2 separate regions of the Arachis hypogaea genome follow, and region 2 is linked to region 1. The links are chromatin contacts, called in public Hi-C maps. All regions are on one chromosome and are shown on one strand. Each heading gives the region's core, a stretch centred on a gene start, on an enhancer-like site or on the middle of the called end of the contact. The rest is flanking DNA. Distances are from core to core; before and after follow the strand shown. Region 1 overlaps LOC112736203 (probable prolyl 4-hydroxylase 10). Region 2 holds the start of LOC112736205 (glycosyltransferase BC10).

Evidence for each region. Hi-C and Micro-C count contacts between places; a contact is called where the count stands out from the background.
Region 2: a contact with region 1 is called in a Hi-C map of leaf, with 2.7 times the contacts expected there. The contact joins the promoter of LOC112736205 here to the enhancer-like site in region 1. A contact is called at or near these places in 2 of 8 Hi-C or Micro-C datasets (leaf and an unstated tissue).

Annotation. Positions count from the first base shown.
Region 1 is chr13:397,226-401,097 of arahy.Tifrunner.gnm2.J5K5, forward strand. It overlaps LOC112736203 (probable prolyl 4-hydroxylase 10), which reads left to right. Exons shown (of 8, transcript XM_025785558.3): 6 at 1-124; 7 at 545-632; 8 at 974-1,272. The coding sequence ends at 621. Among protein-coding and RNA genes, the nearest start is that of LOC112736203, 4.3 kb to the left of the region's middle. Within about 2 kb of position 1,761, at least 2 of the 3 cell types and tissues checked have open chromatin away from gene starts, as enhancers often do.
Region 2 is chr13:451,394-455,265 of arahy.Tifrunner.gnm2.J5K5, forward strand. It overlaps LOC112736205 (glycosyltransferase BC10), which reads right to left and starts at 1,670. Exons shown (of 2, transcript XM_025785561.3): 1 at 568-1,670. The coding sequence starts at 1,092. It also overlaps the pseudogene LOC112736208.

The DNA of each region.
Region 1 (3,872 bases), core at 511-3,010:
CCATGGTGGAATGAGCTTTCCGAGTGTGGAAAGAAAGGTCTTTCAATTAAGCCGAAGAGGGGGGATGCTTTGCTTTTTTGGAGCATGAAGCCTGATGCAACTTTAGACCCATCAAGTTTGCATGGTTAGTTTCTCTTGTTATCATCACGGTCATCATTGTAAGGATTAATTATTATGGTTAATTACACTTTATTCCCTTAAATTTATCCTATGTTTACTTTAGTCCCTAATGTGCAAATCAATTCCTTAAACTTTCCTAAATGTGGATTTTGCTCAAAATAAGTGCACTATATATACCCGTTTGAACTTTTGGTTATCTGGAAATGCCTTCCCTGAACTTTTCATGTTATTCAACTTTTGTTAGAAAATTGTCACATTAAGGAAGTTTGGAAGGTTGATTTGTAAATCAACAAAGTTCAGAGGATAAAATGCAATTAATTCCAAGTATTATTGAGCTGCTAGTTTTATCAACAAGCTTTCTCTTTTGTAGAAGATAAACTAACAACTACAAGCTTCTTTGTTTCTATACAACAATTTTTTCTAGGTGGTTGTCCAGTGATTAAGGGTGATAAATGGTCGTGCACCAAATGGATGCGTATCAATGAATACAAAATAAATTAAATATACCACAGGTAAATTTCCTCTAGTTTCTTGTAGTACTAACATAAACATAAATCTGCAGTTGAGGCTATGGTAAAATTGTTCCTCAGAGTTTGAAAATGAAAATTCAACCCTAAACCATTCTTAAAAAGGGTGTCGAATTAGTCTTTCGATACAAAATCTATGCATGTATGGAAGGATTAAAATGTTAACTTTTCCATAATGTTGAAGGATCTAATCAGGGAATGTTGATGGACGAATTTGTCAATTTTCAATGGCAAGGGGCTACTTTGTCCTACAAACATGAGATTGGAGGTTTATTTTCTTTTATTTATTGAAATTAATATGGTAGTTATTGCTATTCATCTGGCAGGTTGATTAACTTCTCTAGGCCTTCTCTCTGAGTTCATTGATGCTAATGTTGTACCAAATCATAGTCTGAGCTAAAAATATCTGATGATCATGCTTTCACAGCTGAAAAGAAATGTTATTTACTGAATGATGCGGCATCCCTCTGTAATTTTTTGGTTCTTGTAACGTACCTCAAACTAATTCCTTTTAGGTACCCCTTTTTCAGTTGTATTATTATTAGTAAATATTTAATAAGTTTTTACATATACATATTTGTGAATTTGCAAGACAATAATATATTGACTGAGTATATTACCAGAACTATCTATACCCAGAGTTCAATTTAGTTACCTTATTCATTGAAAGGCCACTATTGAGAGGGACTTATATTGCAAAAATATTTGTGATTTATGCTCATTGTGCAGTGATGATTTTGTCATAGGATGGATTCTGGCTTTTTGGATGCCCATAAATGCTCCTTAGTAAATAAGGAGTGTCACATTTTTTTGTTAATTAAATAAATTTTAATTTTTTATTAATTATATTAATGTTTCAGAGTTAAAAGAATAATTTGCTAATTAAGTTAGAAATTTTTTTATAAGGTTATAAAAAAAATAAAAGTTCAAGACTAGTTATTTGTTTGTTGTTACCTTTTAAGGTCATTTTAAAGGAGCATGCAGTTTCGTTTCTCTTACCTTTTCAGACCACCTTTTATTTTTGTCAATGAATATCTTCTGGGCTCATCTATATCTTACATTTTACACTATTTAGAGTCTATATAGGATTGGGCTTCATATTTGTGAGTATGGATTACATGATTGAGCTGCATATCTGTGGGTATAACAGTGCTAGATATTAGCCAAGTTGGGTTGGTCTAGTGGTTAGCTCACTAGTCCGCTTAAGCAAGTGTCGGGGGTTCGAATCCGCCTTGTGCATACAGCAACTCATTGGCCAGCGGCAAACCCTTAAATGGAGCTCAGTACCGCGACGGATTAGTCCTTGACCTGCCGGGTTAGGGGATACTGTGGGAAACAAAAAAAAAAAAAAAACAGTGCTAGATATTAGAACAAGAAAAAAAAATAAACTACTAAAAATTGATGTGATTGACAAAATAACTCCAAAAAATAATAACAACAAATAAATTCTCGAAATATTATATATATATTTAAAATAAAAGGTTTTAGAGGAAAAATTTTAATAAAAGTTTTTATAAATATTATTAAATAATTTTTTAAATTTAGTTATTTTATGTTAAGTGAATTTTTAAATTTTTTTAAAAAAATAAAATATCTAAAAATTAATTTTTGCTCTAAATTTTTTATATATTTTTTAAATATTTATTCAAATGTTAAGACATAAATTCAGATGAAATAGATAAATATTTGATTTCATTCGGTATAGAGAAAGTATACTTGGCTTTCTTTTACTAATCTGTCACTCTTTTAAAATTAATTACTCATATGCACCTTTTTTCACGGTGCAATTTTTTTTTTTTTCAAGTCCTAATCGTAACTGAGAAGCACTGAAGCGTCTAACGCATGCAACGAAGTCCCTAGTGGCTCGCCGCCAACAGCCCCTTCTTTCTTTCTCCTTTAACTCTTCAGTACTTTACCCTAATTCTAGCTTTTTGCTGCCGCAGCACCACCGCACAGTCGTGATCTCGTTGTTCGATCAGAGAGAGTGATGGCGGAATTGGATGCAGCTGAGCGAAAAAAACGAAAAACGGAGCAGGTTGAAATGGCGGAGGAAGCATGCCTTTGCCTTGTTACTTATGAAGAGTTGTTCGTGATCAAACTAAGCAATTTAAAGAAACAAGACGATGATGTCAAAGATTGGACTTATTTGCTTCCGCCACCAAAGATCGAGTTCTCTTTGCAACTTCCAGAGCGTGATTTGTGTCCTTTCGAGTTCGACTCCAAGATCTATATGGCGCCGTCCGCAGCACCGCGTCAGAATCTCACAAAGAAACCCGGCTGCTGGCGAATCTACGAATTCAAATTTGAGGAGCGCAGAATTGAGCTTGCGGAATCACTGGATGGTGCGCCCGCCCCTCTTTGCTGGTCATTCATCGCAAACACGCCAGTCTCAGGCCATGTTTACTTCTATATAAATCCACGGTTCATAGATTCTGGATTTTACGTTCTTTGTCCCGGTTCTAGAGTTTGGAAACCGTTAAACCCTCCTCCGGACTACAGCCAAAGAGGTACCGACTTAGTCATGTTCGTCCTCCACAACACCGTCTTTCTTTCATCGTTCACGGGGAGGGGGATAGACTCCTATTTGGCCCACTTCGACCCCATAAAAGAGACTTGGACAGTTGAACCCGACTCTGATAACAATCTTTCGAAATTCATAAATGATAGATACAATCGTGGCCTTGAAACTGGCTCCTATCGTGCTACTTATCCCCCACAAATCTCTGTGCCCCTTCTGGGTCTTGGCAGCAGCAACAACTACACCGTTTGCCTTACCGATGATAAGTATTTGGGGGGATTTCCTCTTAACACACCTTTGGAGAAGGTGTTTGCCATTTTGGTTAACCACCAGAATGGCCGCGTCGCATTATATCAATGCCTTGATGTGTTTTTTGAGGGTTTTCAACCCTGGATAACAGATATGGCCAGAGTCAATCTTGTTGACCTTGGCAACGGGAAGGTGTGTGCAATACTATCTGCAGATCTATTGGATTCTGGATCTAAATCATTGGCGCTCTGCTTCTCAGTTTTCACACTGTCCCTGTTGGAGGACTTTGCAGCATTGCAACTTGACAGTGGGGCTCCTCCCATGGAGCGAGATTTCTTAAAAGTGACTGTCCATAGGAAGTGTGTCTACATCATGAAGAACTGGAACCCTGCTAATTATATGCGCCACGCCTTTGTTTGGCCATCTTCTAAGGGTGGAAGATTTTACCATAAAACATT
Region 2 (3,872 bases), core at 420-2,919, 54 kb after region 1:
ATTAAAATTCCTGACCCTCAATTATTTTTTGATAATTAATTTCCAAGCGTGTAACAAAAGCAACAACACCAATAATAATGTATTATATTGATGCAGTCCATTAATTATGTGAATTCATTTAATTTAACGGGAATAAAAATCGAAACCAATAGTTAATGTGGTCAATGAACAATAATGCTAATATATGTCATTTAAGATTATCCATTGAAATCTTTTTATAAAAAATATATAAATTTAAGTTTTTAATATTATCAAATAAAATATTTAAAAATTTCAACTATTATTTAATATGTATTTTTAGAATACATATTAACTAAATTCATTTTTAATGATGTACGAAAAACAATAAGGACAAGAATCTCAGAAACAATTAAACAATAGTAGTTAGGTGAACAATAAAAGATGCGAATAACGTGAATAATAGGCTGCATTTCAGATTCACTAACTAAAATTATATTTAATTAATTTAAAATTAATTTTTTTTACTTATTATTTACATTGTTAAAAAAAAAACCCATTGTTCCTCTATAATTTAATGCATGCAAATATTAAAAAAATAAAACTAACCTTGCTAGGGAATTTTCTTCCAAAGAAAACAGAATCCGGAGGCAAGGTTTCATTGAAAGAAGGATGTTGATGCAAGTAAATGGAGTAGAACCCTTTGTGTCCTTTGAAGAATCTCTCCCACAATGGTGCTAATGGCAATGCACCTTTCACCAAGAACATGAATGCCACCTTTGGAACAATATTAGCTTTGTTCTTAGGAAAATAATCTTGGATTCCTTGGACCATACTTGCTTTGAGGAACAACTCTTCATCGTCCATGTTGTGCATGATTGTTGGTGTATTCAAATCACACACTTTGGTGAAATTATGTGATGTAGTTACATCTAACGGTTGTGAATAATTTGTTGGTAATTCTAATGAAGGTGGTGATGACATAAATGTTGTGAATAATATTGGAAGTGTCATGGGATATATAATAAAGTGTTGTGAATTGAAGTATAAGGTGTAGAAGAATAATGGTGCCATTGTTGCTAGTGATATGCCAAGTATAATGAAGAGAAAATGATATGGTGGGTTTCGCTCCATGTGATAATTATTGAGAGAGATCAACCAGAAAAATCAATAGATTTTCTTCAATACTAAAATTTCATAATCAGTTGTGAGGATTAAATTATTGGACTCGAATTGTTGGCATATATATACATGATTTTAAGACGAAGAAATTATAGACATCAAGTCAATAATATTATTTATTTTTTCCATTTTGATTTGTCTTAGAAATATCTAAAAATTATGGTAAGTTTGACGTGAATCAAGCTAAAGTCTTACGTCTTTTCTTAATTTGTCTATGTTTTACATTCAGTATAAATATAAAGTCTAGATAAAGTCTTACGTCTTTTCTTAGTTAGTCAATTTTACGATTTAGGTTTACAATTTATTATTTAAGATTAAAGATTTATAATCTAAGGTCTAGAATTTAAGATAAACAAATTTTATAAAAATTAGCTAACGTTAGCCAAAAAAAAATTTCTTTAGCATTATACTTTTAAGGTTTAATTATTTTGTCGGTTCCTATAATTTCACCGAATTTTCAATTAGGTCTCTATACTTTTTTTTTTCAATTGAGTCCCTATACCATTTCAGATTTTGTAATTAAGTTCCTAATATGACAAAAACGCTAAAATTGACGGAATATTCCATTAAACAAAACGAATATGCCTAATACTTAACTAAATAATCTATATAGTTTAATAGAATATTTCGTTAATTTCAATATTTTTGTCACAGGAGCTTAGTTACAAAATCTGATATAATATAGGGACCTAATTGAAAAGAAAACAAATATAGGAACTTAATTGAAAATTCTTTCTAGCCTTTTTTCCTATCATTTGTGCTCCATATAATAATTAATAAATACAGAATTATGCCATATTTAACTATAGATTATATTTCAAAGTTAACTCAACATAAGATAGATACAATAACCGCATCTAAAGTCAAAGTCACAGTACTTACCACTTAGGATTATGCATATGCATTTGATAAGGATGTTATTAAGATGCAGGGCTAAGAGCACGTTCTATTTCTTCTAATGAACGACCCTTTGTTTCCACAACATTACCAGATACGTACAATACAGCAAGAATACACACAGTTGAGAACCCCAAGTACACACTGGTGATTCCAAAATTGTTTACAACACTTAGGAAATACAGTCCAATCACAAAGTTGGAGATCTGATAAGGGAAGAAGACAAAAAAATCCATCATTAGCATTAATAAGGAAAACATTTTTTATGGTTTTTGTATTTTTAAGATAATAAATAGAATCAAGCACAAGAGAACTATGTGATTGAGTTTGGCATGGCTTCTTATGCAGTTTCATCTTGTTTTAGCTTTCAATATAGTAAGGAATAATTTGAAAAATTCATAGAGAACACTTGTTCTTTTTTTTTTTTTTTTTTTTTCAACCAAAAAGCTCAACACAGCAAGGTGGAGTAATTAGAGTATATAGAGAAAACTTGTTCTGTTTCATTCATCATTTTGTCAACTTAGCCATGTGATTATTGGTATAAACTCTCACTCACTACACTAAGGTTTTTAGACTTGCATTTTTAGCCTCTGAACAAAAATGTGAAAAGAAAATTCAAAATTTTGACAGCAACATAAAGGGAGTGATTAAAGTTGATATAATCTTCCATAGCAAAGTTACTTACCCAATGTGTGCCTAAGGACAAAGAGATCGCTTTAGCTCTGATTCTCGAGGCAAATATCTCAGGTAGAAGAAGAGCAGGCACAGGACCAGCACCAAGAGAAAAGGATAACACATAGCTGTTTAAGGTTCATTGATCATTGTTAAAAGAAATAGCGGAAAAAGGAATAATATGAACTATAAAGTAGTCTTTTGTCGAACGAAATTATGTTATTAAAAAAATAAATAAATAATACTTACGCGACAGTTCCAAGCACTGCAAGGGTACCAGAGTATGGTGCAAGGACACTCCAAGTGAAAGACAGAGAAAGAAGCAACATAGAAACAGCCTAGGAAAGAAAACACCAATGATATTTCATGCATTGTTTATCATAAGATCATGAATAGCTTATATGCATAAAACTAAAATCAAATATCAGAAAAGTCAACTAGACCTTTACAATCATTCATTGAGAAGTAGCAAGTTGAAAGGCATTTGTGACTGAAAAGTGAAAAGAATTCAACCTAGTGTTCAAAATCTTATGCATTAGGCCTTAGACAGATATAAGATGAGAAAAACTATTACCATTCCGGTAAAACTTGTGATAAGGAGACTTTTCCTTCCTTGTTTGTCCATCAAGGACGAAGCGATTACAGTGCCTGCAACAAAATCAAACACCAGCAGGAAATAACTTCACCTTTGTTCACATTATCCAGTTTTTCAGGACAAAAATAATGATACTAACCGAAGACATTTTAAGCACCAACAAGGGCACTTGCTGCAATGTCAGAAGCAATTCCAGCACTGCGGAAAACAGAAGTCGAATAATACACCACAGCATTAATTCCAGCAAACTTCTGAAACAAGAAAAGTGCTGCTCCAACACTGACAACTGCAGCACCAATTCACAAAGCATCAATCAATTTCAGAGTAAACTAAAAATTGAAACCAATCTTATACTAGATTTTTTATTTCTCCTGGTTAATGGAATATGGGATTAATCTTAAATTATTGAATACCTTTCCGATACCTGCTACTAAAAAGATCAAACCATCTTGCTTCAGGTTCAGAAGAACCTTGACTTGCTGCTGTTAAGTCATGCATAACCGAAGCAACTCTTTCTTTTCCATAAAGTGTTTTAATTGCTTTCTCTGCATCAGATACCCTTGCTGTA